Linked DNA regions of Zea mays: all the other regions are linked to region 1. Evidence: chromatin contacts called from public Hi-C data. All regions are on one chromosome and are shown on one strand. The core of a region is the stretch at or near the end of the contact, and the rest is flanking DNA. Distances in the headings are between cores, read along the strand shown.

Region 1 (4,981 bases), core at 1,333-3,832:
TTTTTTTAAAAAAAATGGGCAGAGGCTACTCTCACTTGTCATGAGTCAATGTCGTCGAGGAATTTTTACAAACCTTGGGAGGCTAAAACTAGAAGAGCAAGACGTAACAGCTCCGCACTCCGGTAGATCTTTTTATAATCCTTGTAAGGGCCTACAGAATCTTGAAACGGATTTTTTTTAAAAAACAGAGCATGGAGCGCGGCCTACAATAAAGAAATCACTTTTATGGAAATATAAAAGATTACAATTCCAGTTGCGAAATACGAAATTACTACTAATCAGTACATCCTTTTTTTGTTTTGTGATGATTCATTCGCAAAAAAAAAGTATGATGAGTCGAGTGCTACCCCACCCACTCGCTTAATCTAATAAAACCCTATCCCACCGTCCGTACCACATAACCATAAACCAAAACCGGTAGGGGTATAAGGACATGTACAACCATGAGCTCTTGGACCGGTTTTATAAGCACACAAAACAGCTATAAGATTGCATGATATAACTTTAAGTCTCTAGATCATAAATACAGTAAAGACACAAAATGTATAGAGAAATACAATACAAAGTTGAAAATGCAGCACAAAGTTGATTTTTTGGGATCCTCTTTTACAAGACATTACCCAATGTAACATTACCCAATGTAGAAAAATCAAAATGTTTGATTGAATAGTACATAAAGTTTATCTCATTCTCAAAACTAATTGGTAACCAAACGCTCCAAAAAGGCTTAAATCCGATCTGTATTCGAGTAAGTAATTGATCGGTATCCGATTCATATCCTTATATTTAAAGTATGATATTTAAGATGTCGATATCAACTATAATCATATCCAACATAACTAAATAATATCTATATCCGATCTAAATAAAAAAAGAAAATATAAAAAACAAATATGATATAATCAATATCCGTTACGCCCCTAAACTAAAAAACCGGTCACGGCGCGATAGCCGGATCCGGATTCCGGACCGTGTCGTATAGCCACGTCCACTTATCATACGACCCGGCTCCCTGTTCCCTTCCGTCACGTCACCGTCTGATTTCTAACGTGGAAAGGCGCTGCGCTGGTCATTTCTGTGTCCGCGCGCGGCTGGCGCGCTGCCCCCGCGTGATTGGCCGTACAGCATCGCGGAACAGCGAAGCGCGGGCCCGCGATTGGTGGGCGCGGCCGGCCGTACTTTTGCCTCCCGGAAAAGCCCCCAGCCACGGCCGCGGCCGAAACGTTGTCGAGAAGGCGTTAAACTGTTGGCGGGTCCCTGCCTGGTGCGGCAGCAGGCTGCTTATCGCCGAGTGGTGGGGAAGTGGCGTAGTGCCGGGGCCCACGTAATTTAAAGCCGTCTGCGTTGAGGTGGCCATCCATGCGCGCCCATCATGCACCCGCGCCCTGATTGAGAAGGGGGGGCTACAGAACAAGACACCAACCGGACGATAAACAAGTTTGCTTTCGTTAGCAGACAACAATGTCTTTAGCAGGTTCTTTCCAGCTCTTGCATCTATAACAGCTCCTCCCGCCTGGGCTCCTCCAGTCCACCCATAGCCATAGGTAGGATATGCTTATCCGAGGAAATCACAAAGCTGCGCAACCTATCTAGATATGTTTGGTCGTTTGGAAGATTGAATTGGGGAAGTAGGAAATTCCATAGCAGCTGTTCAGCAAAGGTATATACTTTGGTGATATAGTTGGTATGTTGTAGACAATGAGACGGAGAGAACGAAATTTAGAAGAAGTTGCTTGAGACGGCGATAATATAGAGAGTTGTAATCTTTTAGAATGCACTATAAAAGATGAGAAGTGTTTGTTTAGAAGATGAAATTTAGGAGACATCGTTTAGAGATGGACGAGCTTTTTGATGGGACGTGAATGGATTTTTTCACGCAGCACAATGATGTTTGCTTTTTTGAATTGGACGGCACCATTATATTTATTTGGGAGGTCCAATTATTTTGCCTTATCCGAACTTATGGGCTGCATAATTTGGTGGGTGGTAGCTAGTGGTTTGCCAACGCATCAGAGAAACACTGCTTTTTTGCTTTTTTTTGTGCACTTGTGCCTCAACAAATTCCTCGGTTTTGGAGCAAACTGTGCTCGACACCCTCTCTATTAGTGGAAGCAGCCACATAATCAAATCAACTGCTGATTGCGACAGCAGGCGTTTGGCAATCGAGTCCCTCGTTTGTTGATTTGTTTATCGCGTGTTTTGTCTATATAGATTGCACTGCAGCCGTCTGAACAGCTAGTTTTAATCCGACGTCTACTTGAACTTTTCCATTAGATCGTACATTTTATTATAAAAGAAATCATATATAGCCCAGATGGCTAGCATACACGTTTGCGCGTAAGATTTCCGTTTACACCTCGGTCTGATTAGTGCTAACCGGACCTGTTTGGAGCCATGCCAAATACTAGTAGTAGGATCGAGAGACAAACCACGACGTACGAGGGCATTTGAGGAAATGAGAGAAAAAAACACTGTTCGCTCGCGGTCCCGGTCAGGCGCGGATCCGAATATTCCGCCTGGCCGTAGCTCCCACTCATGTCTTTAAATAGGCCACCCGGCCCCTCCTCCGAACGAGGTAACCCAAAAGACCAGAGAGAAATTACTGAAGCATGAGCGCGGAGCTGAAGAGGGACTACGAGATCGGCGAGGAGATCGGGCGCGGCCGCTTCGGGGTGGTCCACCGCTGCACGTCCCGCGCCACCGGGGAGGCCTACGCCGTCAAGTCCGTGGACCGGTCGCGGCTGGGCGACGACCTGGACCGCGAGCTCGCGCAGCTGGAGCCGAAGCTGGCACAGCTCGCCGGCGCGGGCAACCCGGGCGTGGTGCAGGTGCACGCGGCGTACGAGGACGAGGCGTGGACGCACGTGGTCATGGACCTGTGCCCGGGCCCGGACCTGCTGGAGTGGGTGGGCCGCCGCCGCGGCGCGCCCGTGCCGGAGCCCGTGGCCGCCGCCATCGTCGCGCAGGTCGCGCAGGCGCTCGCGCTCTGCCACCGCCGCGGCGTCGCCCACCGCGACGTGAAGCCCGAGAACATCCTCATCGACGCCGCCGCCGGGAGCGACGACGACGAGGAGGACGAGGCCGAGGCGGCGCCGCGCGCGCGCCTGGCGGACTTCGGGTCGGCGGCGTGGGTGGGCGCCGGTGGGCTCGGGCGCGCCGAGGGCCTTGTGGGGACGCCCCACTACGTGGCGCCCGAGGTGGTGGCCGGCGGCGAGTACGGCGCCAAGGCGGACGTGTGGAGCGCCGGCGTGGTGATGTACGCGCTGCTCTCCGGCGGCGCGCTCCCCTTCGGCGGCGACAGCGCCGCGGAGGTGCTGGCGGCCGTGCTGCGCGGCAGCGCGCGCTTCCCGCCCAGGCTCTTCGGCGGGGTGTCGCCCGCCGCCAAGGACCTGATGCGGCGCATGATCTGCCGCGACGAGTGGAGGAGGTTCACCGCCGAGCAAGTCCTCGGTGAGTTTTTTCGTTCGTTCCCCCGACAACCTCTCTCCTGCTCCGTTGATTTGATTTCCCCTTGTTCGTCGATGCAGTTTATCTAACAGATCTGCCGTTGGTAATAAAATAATGCAGCTCACCCGTGGATCGTGAGTGGCGGAGGAGCCCGGGCAATGGAGCGGCCAACCTGAGGAGGAATCCAGACGGACGTGTATTGCCGTAGAGCACTCAGGCACGGCAAGGAATCCCGGACGTTATGTATGAGGTTTTTGTACGTACGTACGTAGTAGTGTACGGTAGCTGCTGCCAGCTGCAGAGCAGATCGATCGGCAAAAGAAGCTTTATAGGCTTGTGGTTTTCCTTTGCCCCCGGGTTTTTGGGGACGCTCTTTACCTAGCGGAGCAGAGAGCACCCGTTTTCCGATGTGCTGGTTTTCCTAGCTGGATGTACATACACTGACCGTCTTTTGTACAGATGGAGTGTGGTGTTGGATACATAAATAAAAAAAAACCAAGCCTTTGTACTCCCTTCACATCTTTTTTTTTCCTTTTTACGTTTCATGCGTTTCTGATGCTACGAGGTGTGTGGGAAAACCATTTCAGTTCGTCAGGGAACACCCCCGCCCCATGTGGCCATGTTCGAGCTGGAGCAATATCCTGCCGTGGCTTGACCGCTTGAGGGTGTACAATCGGAAAGGTTCTAGAGGCGGGACAGCAAAGTCACTGCACTGCAGGTATGAGTTGTGTGCTCTCGGCTGTTTCGGCACCATAGATCTACTCTGCATAGAGTAATATTATTCATCAATGATGAACATGCTGAACACTACTCTAACATTATCAATATACTGTAGCTAAAACGAAACTTAAAATGTAAAAGTCCTCACAGGTAAAGATGGCCTACAGGTTAGTGACCCGTTAGGCTCTATGTAGAGTGTCCAAGTACGTTCGGGTGCTGGCTCTGTTTTTTTTTTCCGACGCTGTCGATTTTCCAAGGACCACTAAGTAAGTGTCCAACTTCTTTTATTTTGGTCTCCCACAACTGACTGATGGAAAAAATCTCATAAGTAAGCAGGCAATTTCATAGCCCTTTTTGCTGTTCGTTCCGGCTCCACACGGCCCACCTTCCGTGTCCGTCCCCCTGGCCTACCCCCTCCCTTTTCCCCCTGGTCTGGTCTCCATGTTTTTTTTCTCTTTGTTTGCTTCAACGAGATCGAGCGTGCGCGACCTATCAGCGTATCACGTTTCGTGCGCGCGGACTCGTCCCGTCCGGTCCAGCCGTACGAACAAGACCGACTGACTACACGGAGCCCTCCCGGCGGGCGCTGGCATATTCCGCGGATATTCCCCGCGGCCCTGGCCTCGCTCTCTGCCAGCAGCTGCAGCTGTCCCGTCGCTGCCTGTGGCCTGTGGGTGTGGGGCACGGCACGGCCCTCATCCAAACGAATCCGTCGCTTTCCCCCCGAGCTCGTATTGCTTGGGTCGCAAGGAAAATCCGACGCCGAGCGGGCCACCGCGGGGCTCGGGGTCGGGCCGGGGCACGCAACGCAAGC
Region 2 (4,981 bases), core at 1,340-3,839, 920 kb before region 1:
CTTACAAAGTAGCTTTTTAACATCCCAAACTGCCAGTGACACCAGAATTAGTGATCATTAGGCATGTCAAAGCATGCCAAGAATTAGTCTCGGTAACACAATAAATCCATTAAATAGCATATACATTCACATGAAAACACCTATGCCATGAAGGCTCGCAGCGAGCCTATATGCCAGTATATACAACCAAACCAATCTTCAATGCAAATCATTCCTAAAGAAAACTTAGCACTGCTATTCAGTTATATCAAAGCAGAGTTTTGCTTCATCCCAGGGGCCATTGATCTCAAACTTGTATTCCTGAATCCTTATAAGCCAGTAAGGGCAAACGATTGAGACAAAAACAAGTAGCGCCAATAGAACAGTGAAGAACATTCGATGCAACTGGTATGTGACACTCAGGGCCACAGCCATTAGCGTGAAGGAGAATAGCAGATGAAGCCTAAAATGGTATTTCTTCACACAGAAAGTAATGAGGGGTGCAAAGAGGAAGACTTGCAAGGAGAACAACATGATTGCGAAGACGTGCAGCCTTGATGGCAGCCGCGAAGCCACAAGGACAGAGGCTACTATCGATGCATTCAAGGAGATGTTGCTAGTTAATTTTGGGTTGTTCAATGCGCCTGGAGGCCTTATGGTTGAACCAGAGTAATCGTGTAAAAATAGATGAACCAGCAGAAGAGATACAGCAAGGGCCCATATTGAATCTGAACTGATGGACCTGGTGAGGGTATGATAAATTGGTGCGAGAACATAAAGACCGCTTATGAAGAATGATATATTGAGGACATACTTTGTCAGAAGCTTCAGCGAGAACGGACAAGTTGTGAGCAAGAGGACCCAGAACCCAACAAGGAGAAGACCAACATCTAGTTTGAGGAGAGTAGATTCATCAATGTCCAAGTTCAGCGTTAGGGTCCATGTAGAAACCACAAGAGCGACGATGCAAAGATACTGTGATATGGATACAGAGTCGATCATCACTTTCAGAAGGTCCCTCTTGACGACATTGGCATTCATAACCATCTCCTCAAGGAAGGACTCGTCAGTGTAGTTATCATCATATCCTGACTGCCTTCCCCCATAGGCAACTTTTCTCCACATTGGTTGTAACTTGATTTGGTTTCCGTCGCTGCTCTTCATAATGAATTGCTGTGCTTTCTTCCCCAGAAGAAACAGGTGTTGAACCGTGTAGATGTCAAGAACTGCTAGTCCTGAAGAGGTCTTCTGTCCTCAAACTTGCATTTCTCCGGCATCAATTCTCCACTCCTAAAAAAATGCACACTTATTCACTCCAATTTTTTAATAGACGAGGAAATTTCAGTCATGTATGAAGTATCAAAGGCACCATACTCAGAAACAGTCTCGTATCATCAGGAATGGGTAAAGTACATCCAGTAAATTGAGGCATTGGGTTTCAGTTGACTACTAACCATTCCTTTGTTTGTTTTAAAAGAAATTAAACTGCTGCAACATTACATTTTATTTGATGACTCATTCACAGCAAAGGAAGGACTAGCGCAAATTAAATGTCATCAATCAAACCATCTAACCAAAGCTAGGGGTTCTTTACCATCTAACAAATTGACAATTCCTTTGTTCAACTCCAGGTGGATCACCACCGGTGACAGACACAGAAATGGATCAAGTGGAGGGCTAAATAGTTGGAGGCTACAAACCTTGCTAACAGTAAAACAAATGTAACTGATGTAACAAGGATCACAAAAAAACAATATCAATTCAAAATTCTCAAGAAACATTTTAAACAACCGCGTGGGTAGAAAAACAACAAATAAAGAAGATTTGTTAACCAAAAGGTAATCCATATTAAGCTCAATATGTAGTCCTTTTTGCTCAACCCAGCTCTCTTTAGTTTCAGAACTATTCTTTGGCACATCTTTATCAATAAACTACTTCACCATCCTATCCTTGCCTCCTATGGAATGCAATGCAACTATAATCAATTATATAAAAACTAACAATCAACAATCAAAATTGGATGGATTTAATTTACTCTTGAGTAAGTTCCCTCAATGCCACTGCCACAGATCAAGGTAAACATGTAATTCTATCCTTTTTCCAAGAAAGGGGATTAGAACAAATGTAACAGCATGGAAGGAACGCCTATGAAGACATCAGTCTGCAGAAAATCTGATTGAGATTTCGAACTGGAAACTAAGAGCAGAAGCTCGAACTGGTTTCAGGAACATAAAGTCCAAAAGATCGTTGTTTTTACCTAGCATTCTAGAAGAGACAGCCTGTACCGAAGCTCGCGAATGCCGACGCCTGGCGCGGGCGCGATGCCCTCCGCCGAAGCCCGGCCGGCCGCTGCCGCCTCTTCCGCGAAAGCTGATGCCCGCGTTGCTACCGCAGCGAGGCCACCTAAGCGCGGGCGCGAGGCCCACGGCCGAAGCCCGCCCGCCGCGTGCCCGCGTCTCCCGCAAAGGCCGACGCCCTGACGCGTTGCTGCCGTGGCGAGGCCGCCAAGGCGCGGGCGTGAGGCCACGCCCGAAGCCCGAAGCTCGCCCGGCCGCCGCCGCGTCTCCCGCGAAGGCCGACGCCGCTGCCGCCGCACCCCCCAGCCGGAGCCGAGCCGACGCCGCTGCCGGCTCACCCGAATACCCTATTAGCGTTGGGGTTTGGATCGGGACGGCACTCGCTACAGAGAACTGCTCTTTAGTTTCTACATAGGGCCATCGCCCTTCGCAAAAATCAGGGGTATTCTCACTTCTTACCTTTTTTTCTATTTGATTTGTGGAATAGTTATCTGTCACCATCTTATTCGCTAATAACTAAAATATACATCAGAAAGAATTTAATTATATCAAAATTTATAGGATAAACTCATGATACATCACCCATGAAATATAAAATGTAACTTCACAAACCAAACACACCATTAATTTTTAGTGCTCCTTTGTAATACATGAATTTTATAGAAATAATATAGAAATTTCATAGAAATTAGTTAAAAATACAGGAAAACACAAGATTCTGAAAAAGTATCCTTTGACCCAAAAAGCACTTTGTAGAGAGAACTACATATATCCGCCCACGCATACAAAAGAAGCTCAACAATTTTTAAAAAAATCAAGTATGTATGTTCGTGAAAAGACTCAAGAGCAATATTATTGGAATCAAATGGGTCTTCTATAATAAGCAAGATGAAAATAATGCGATATCATGAAACAAGGCATGATTTGTGGGATAGATATCTAGGTTCTCATAGCGTGGATTCTGTACATGGGCCGTTGAAAGGACTAAGTAGGTCGCGCGACTAATTACATGGGTTGATCGACCCAACTCAGGCTCAAAGACGACGCAATGGCTTGGGGATCAAGATAGTGCGACAGTTTTTTCAGATAAGGAAGGCGCAAGGACTCCCGGTGACTCAGAAACAAACCTTCAAGGTCGTGAAACTAGTAAATAAGGGAGGAAACTGACTTATAACCCTAAACACGTCATCCTATATAAAGAGGGTTAGGGACACCTACAATTTATTAGATAACCTCACCCAATACTTATTGCATACCATAGTTGTGCACCATTGTAACCTCGATCTCAGAGCAATACCATCTCCACAACATAAAGGACGTAGGGTTTTACACATTTTGGTGGCCTAAACTTGTATAATTCTTGTGTCATTGTCACACATGGTTTTAGAAGGTAGCCCGAATGCGAACAATGTACGTGCCAGGATCAGAACTCACGTACACAACGATTACATAAATGAACACCATTACACAGTGCTCAAATAATAACATAAAGGATATTAATTTATTACATCATGATGTCGGAGACATCTACATAGTCATCAACTTAACGAGTAATCAAAGTGCGATTGAAAAACATAGTAAAAATAAGTGAAAGTCGCCTAGAGGGGGGTGAATAGGCGAAACCTGAAAATTATAAACTTTGAACACGCACTAAGGCCGGGGTTAGCATTAGAATTAAATCGGAGAACGGAAGATAGTTCTCCTTGCTATGAGTTGCTCAATCAATGCGGATAACCTTGGGAGCAAACTCAAATCAATATGAGCAAGAGAACTTTTAGAGAGAGGAAAGAGAGAAACAAATCAAGTGAAGATCAACAAGTGAACACGGTGATTGTTTACCGATGTTCGGTTTCAAAGAACCTAGTCCCCGTTGAGGAGGCCACAAAGGCCGGGTCTATTCCAACCCTTTCCCTCTCTCAATCGGTCACACAGACCGGTCGAGGCTTCTCCTTAATCACTTGGGTCACTAAGACCCCGCAAGGATCACCACACACTTAGGTGTCTCTTGCTAGCTTTACGAAGCACTTAGAGAATAAGAATGAGAAGGAGAAAGCAATCCAAGCAACAAAAGAACACAAAACACCCTCTCTCAAGTCACTAAGCAATTGAGTTGATTTGGGGGCTTGGAGAGGATTTGATCTATTGATTGTGTCTTGGAGTGTAGTCTTTTGCTCTTGCAATGAATGTGAAGTTCAGAAAACTTGGATGACTTGAATGGAGGTGGTTGGAGGTATTTATAGCCCCAACCACTATTCTAGGCGTTGCTGTCGATGGTGCACCGGACAGTCCGGTAGTGCACCGGACATGGCACTGTTTAGTGTCCGGTGCGTGCCACGTCAGCTGCCTGTTGGGGTTTGGAGCGGTTGACCGTTGAAGTCTTTTGTCTTCTAGCTGCATTGGACAGTCCGGTGGCACACCAAACATGTCCGGTGCGTCCTGACATCGCTGCTCCGACTTCTGACTCCGCATTGTTCACTTTTGCAGTCGACCGTTGCGCGCTGGTGATCGTTGCTCCGTTGGCTCACCGGACATGTGTAACACTCTGAATTTGGGGGTATAAAATTTCTTTCTAATTATCACTCAAATTCATGTGTTACTCTTCTCTCTCTCACTCTAGGTTTTATCTCTCTCTAGATTCTCTCTCGATTTTTCCCTTTTAAGTAGAAATAGCTTAAAGTTAGGGGGATTTAATTATTTATTTTTGC
Region 3 (4,981 bases), core at 1,345-3,844, 710 kb after region 1:
ATCAGCTCTAAAAAGGTTAAGTTATATTCTAGTTGCAATTAACAAACCCACCTTTTGCATTCCTTGTACTGTCCTGGATTCTAGGGTAACCTAGCGATCTTTCATGACAACAGAGCCAGGATTTTAGCTACAATAACATAAATGTAAAATGGAATATTATGTTATTAAATATACCTTCCTATATGCAGAAACGGTAGGGAACCATCTTTTCAGATTATTTGTACTTGAAGCTATTGTTGTGGTTATCTCCCAGCACAAACACATAACCTTCTGGTACAAGCTGAAGCAACAATCAACAAATATGAAAAGCATTAGGACCCAATCATCCAAATACCAAACAATGAATGATCATGCTTACACTATACATGCTTCATAGTTATTATTGTGGCACTTCAGCTGATTTAAGTTGAGATTACTTATCAGCGAATTGGTTTTTGTGTTTACTGAACCATTTATCCCTATAAATTTTGAGAGCATTTATGCAGCATTATAAAAGAACACAATATTATTTGTAGGTAGATAAGAATGCAAATCATAACTGAACACACTATGAACTAATACATAAACATAGCTAAAATGTTTTAGTTAGCAATAGGATATAATTCATTGTATCAAAGGAACTCATGCATTCCATGACGCTGAAGGTTCGAACAGGAAAGATCATGGTTATGTATGTTGAAAAGAAGATAATTATAGGGATGCACATAGACACAAGTGAACATGAACTAATACATTGTATCGGCAGGAACTTTGTGTGACATGCTTTGTCTCTAGCTGATAGCTCATGTCCTTTAGAAGATATGCTGGTTAGTATTCCAGTCTAAAATAAACAAGTTGCAAATTAGTTAACTCTCCACATTAAAATCAGCATATCTGAGCCTCGAAGGATTGATAAGAAGCATGCACATACACCACAATAATCCAAACCAAACCTATTCTACAGATACATACTTCAGGCGGCTTGTAAACCAAATCATCTATGCAAATACACAAAAATCATCTGGAAACAATTGTGACAATTAAGTAGACAAATCCACAAACAGTCGAACTGCTACAACACAAGAGAAAACGTATGACTCAGAGAAATACATGAACTGCTACAACACAAGAGAAATGGTAAACACAATGTAGACTCACCTGGAGGAGTGTGAGCGAAGGATTTCCGTCGTTGTAGGATGGTTGTAGCAGTCTGGCAATTGCGACCTTTTTAATGATGGTGGGTGCACGATTTGGGGGATTTGTGTTGGAATCATTTGGCAAGGCACTTTCCAAATCAGCGTCGTAGATCGTGCGCTTTCCAAATCGGCGACGGAGATAATGCACGCAATTGCCAGATCGAGCGCGCTTGTTGGGGGGAATGGTGCATTGCCAAATTTGGGGGCCCTGGCTGCGTGGAAGGGGAAACGATGGGGCCCATGGCTGGTTGGGCTAGGGGACACGAGGGCTCCTCCACGGTCGGTCACACCACGATTGTGCGGCTGCGCGGAGGGGACGACGAGGCGGGGGCATGGCGTTCGGGCAGTTGGGGCATACGAGGCGGGTGCATGGGCTAGGGGACGCGAGGGCTCCGAGACAGCCGACCACACCGCGGAGTGGACGACGCAGAGGGGACGGCGTGGCGCCTGGAATGGTTGGTCGGGCGGGCTCCGTCCTAGGCAAGTCGGCGGCATGGCTGGTGATGCAGAGGAAACGACGGCGCAGAGGAGAAGTGAAGGCATCGCGAGCACAGATTCGGGCGACGCAGCGGGTGTGGGGCAGGACGAAGGCAGCCTCAGCGAGAGGACGAAGGGGGAGTCGCCGAGCACGGGGGGCGTCGGACTGGGGCGGGCGTGTAGCGAAGTGCCGAGGACGGGGAGAATGGGGCGGCGCGACGATGGCTGGGGTAGGGGCGAGCAATGTGAGGGGAGCGTAGGACGGGTCCACTATGGCAGTGACATGTTGGAGGGGAGTGGGAGGGAGAGGCGAGGCGGGGGCATGACCGCGCCGAGCGTCCACACTGCTTTCTTAATTAGTAGTAGGATTATCGTTCGTACATAATTACTTAATTACTTACAACTAAATTATTGTTTAAAAGTGTATGCTAAATAAAAGAATGTAGGTGGCTCGAAACTTGACGGGCTCGGGTACGAGTTTGGAATGACACTGGTAGGTGTGATCATAGTTAGATTTAGATAGATTTCACAGGTACGATCGCGAATATGATTTTGATTCACCCGACTCGAGCTCAATTTATTATGAAGGGTTTTTGCTCTACTCGACTCAAGTAGACTTATTGTCCTCTGTAGTCGACTCAGGTGGTCTTTGCTAGGGTGTAAATGGCACCGTGTGGATGGCTTAGCTCGCATGTTCAAGCCCTAGGTCATGCAAAACCCTTCAGTTTTTTCATCATTTACTATGTTTATTGAGACATCCAACATTTTTTTCATATGGAGATTGAGTGTCCAACATTTTTTTCTCTCTTTTTCAGTGGATATCAACATTTTATTTGAGAATTCGTTTCACATTTGCATAGTTGCACGGACCAGAAACCCCACAGGCCACAACCACAACGGTGTTCCTGGGTTTCGACCACGCTGAGTCGCTGACGCATACCGAAACTCACGGGCCTCAAACTTCCACACAGTGACGCCGCTCCACGCGTACTGGTACTCGTTGCTGTTTCCTACGCGACTGTCCGGCTCCGCACATCAGCCTGGGGGCCTGGCGCCCTGTCGCTCACTCCCACTCACCGAACGGGCACTTATAAGTCGCAACGGGGTTTACTCCTGCTCGTTACCGTGAAAAACAAGCACCACCGTAGCTCAGTTACACACGACACCGGCAGACCCGCTCGCCTTCGTCTCCTCCTCCTCCACCTCCCGCTCTCACTCTACTGGCCGGCCCTCGCCTCGGTGCGTTCCCGATGATCACGTTCGCGGACCTGACGGAGCCGGCAGCGGCCGGCGCCGAACGGTGCGTGGACCGGCAGCTGTGGCTGGCGTGCGCGGGCGGCATGTGCACCGTGCCGCCCGTGGGCGCCAGCGTCTACTACTTCCCGCAGGGGCACGCGGAGCACGCGCTCGGCCTCGCCGGTGCGGCCGACCTCTCCGCGGCGCGCGTCCCGGCGCTGGTCCCCTGCCGCGTCACGGCAGTGCGCTACATGGCTGACCCAGACACCGATGAGGTCTTCGCCAGGATCCGCCTCGTCCCGCTGCGCGGCGGGGACGCGGACGCGGACGCGGGTGGCGTCGAGGACGACGCGGCCGCGGCGGACGAGCAGGAGAAGCCGGCCTCGTTCGCCAAGACGCTGACACAGTCCGACGCCAACAACGGCGGCGGGTTCTCCGTGCCGAGGTACTGCGCGGAGACGATCTTCCCGCGGCTGGACTACGCCGCCGACCCGCCCGTGCAGACCGTCGTCGCCAAGGACGTGCACGGGGCCGCCTGGAAGTTCCGCCACATCTACCGGGGCACGCCGCGCCGGCACCTGCTCACCACGGGGTGGAGCACGTTCGTCAACCAGAAGAAGCTCGTCGCAGGGGACTCCATCGTGTTCCTCCGCGGCGACAGCGGGGACCTGCACGTCGGCATCCGGCGTGCCAAGCGCGGGTTCTGCGGCGCCGGTGGAGGCGGAGGCGACGACTCCCCTGCGGCCGGGTGGGACCATTACGCGGGCCTCATGCGAGGGAATGTGAGCCCGTGCGCGGCCGCCAAGGCACGGGGCAAGGTGCGACCAGAGGACGTGGCCGAGGCGGCGAGGCTGGCGGCCGCCGGGCAGTCGTTTGAGGTGGTGTACTACCCTCGCGCCAGCACGCCCGAGTTCTGCGTTCGCGCCGCCGCGGTCCGCGTGGCGATGAGGGTGCAGTGGTCCCCAGGGATGCGGTTCAAGATGGCGTTCGAGACCGAGGACTCCTCCAGGATTAGCTGGTTCATGGGCACCGTCGCCGGCGTCCAGGTCACCGATCCCATCCGCTGGCCGCAGTCGCCTTGGCGCCTTCTTCAGGTATGCAGCAGCAGCTGCTACTTCTCGGCTACCAACAAGGGGAAAGCTCTGCGCTTGGTGCTCACTTGTCGAATTGGCGATTGCGCTGCAGGTGACCTGGGACGAGCCGGACCTCCTGCAGAACGTGAAGCGGGTGAGCCCATGGCTGGTCGAGCTGGTGTCCAGCATGCCGGCCATCCACCTCGCGTCCTTCTCGCCTCCGCGCAAGAAGCCCCGGATCCCGGCGTACCCGGAGTTCCCCTTCGAAGGGCAGCTCCTGAACCCGGCGTTCCCGCCCAACCCACTGCCGCACGGCCAGCACCACCACCATTTCCTTCACTCCCACTCCCACCAGCACCACCACCCACCCTTCTTCCCGTTCCCGGCCGGCAGTGCTCCTGCAGCCATACAGGGAGCCAGGCATGCGCAATTCGTTCCACCTTTCTCAGAACTCCACCTCACCCACTTGCAGCCGAGCCTGCTGTACCCCAGGCTCCGCCGTCCCGACCATGTCGGTCCGACGACCCCGATCCCGGCAAGAGTCAGCACGGACCTGACCATCGGAGGCGCGGCGGCGGCGGCGCGCGACGACGACGACGACGACTTCCCGTGCGCTCCTCCGTCGACGGGTGCCAACAGGCAGAAGCCCGACGCCAAGCCGGCGGGGCTAGTGCTCTTCGGACGCACGATACTAACCGAGCAGCAGATGAGCCGCAGCGGCGCAACCTCCCCAGCGGCGACCGGCAACAGCTCCACGTGCTGGAACGCCGAGAAGGGGCCCAACGCCTCGGAGGGCTCGGGGGGATCCGGCGTCATCCAGACCAGCCCGGCCAAGGCCGCGTCGTCGGAGCGGCCGCCGTGGCTCGGGGGCGACGGCAGCCAGCAGCAGCAGGCCTCCGGCGAGCTCGGGCTGGGGCTGGAGCCCGGGCAGTGCAAGGTGTTCGTGGAGTCGGACACGGTGGGCCGCAACCTCGACCTCGCGGCGCTGCGCTCGTTCGACGAGCTGTACGGCCGGCTGTC

Evidence for each region. A called contact is a pair of places that touch in the nucleus more often than the background predicts.
Region 2: a Hi-C map of bundle sheath shows a contact between it and region 1, with 3 times the contacts expected there. The contact joins the promoter of LOC100273079 here to the promoter of LOC606427 in region 1. A contact is called at or near these places in 2 of 25 Hi-C or Micro-C datasets (bundle sheath and endosperm).
Region 3: a Hi-C map of endosperm shows a contact between it and region 1, with 3 times the contacts expected there. The contact joins the promoter of LOC103653810 here to the promoter of LOC606427 in region 1. A contact is called at or near these places in 5 of 25 Hi-C or Micro-C datasets (bundle sheath, ear, endosperm and 2 more).

What each region holds. Positions count from the first base shown.
Region 1 is chr4:148,243,842-148,248,822 of Zm-B73-REFERENCE-NAM-5.0, forward strand. LOC606427 (phosphoenolpyruvate carboxylase kinase 2) reads left to right here and starts at 2,583. Exons shown (of 2, transcript NM_001112302.2): 1 at 2,583-3,450; 2 at 3,568-3,957. The coding sequence starts at 2,610. The coding sequence ends at 3,623.
Region 2 is chr4:147,320,584-147,325,564 of Zm-B73-REFERENCE-NAM-5.0, forward strand. LOC100273079 (phosphatidylinositolglycan synthase family protein) reads right to left here and starts at 2,590. Exons shown (of 2, transcript NM_001147528.1): 1 at 2,237-2,590; 2 at 1-1,269. The coding sequence starts at 1,143. The coding sequence ends at 235.
Region 3 is chr4:148,949,646-148,954,626 of Zm-B73-REFERENCE-NAM-5.0, forward strand. LOC103653810 (auxin response factor 8) reads left to right here and starts at 2,595. Exons shown (of 3, transcript XM_008680610.3): 1 at 2,595-3,982; 2 at 4,074-4,981. The coding sequence starts at 2,903. LOC103653809 reads right to left here and starts at 1,896. Exons shown (of 2, transcript XM_020552639.1): 1 at 1,138-1,896; 2 at 1-280. The coding sequence starts at 1,718. The coding sequence ends at 157.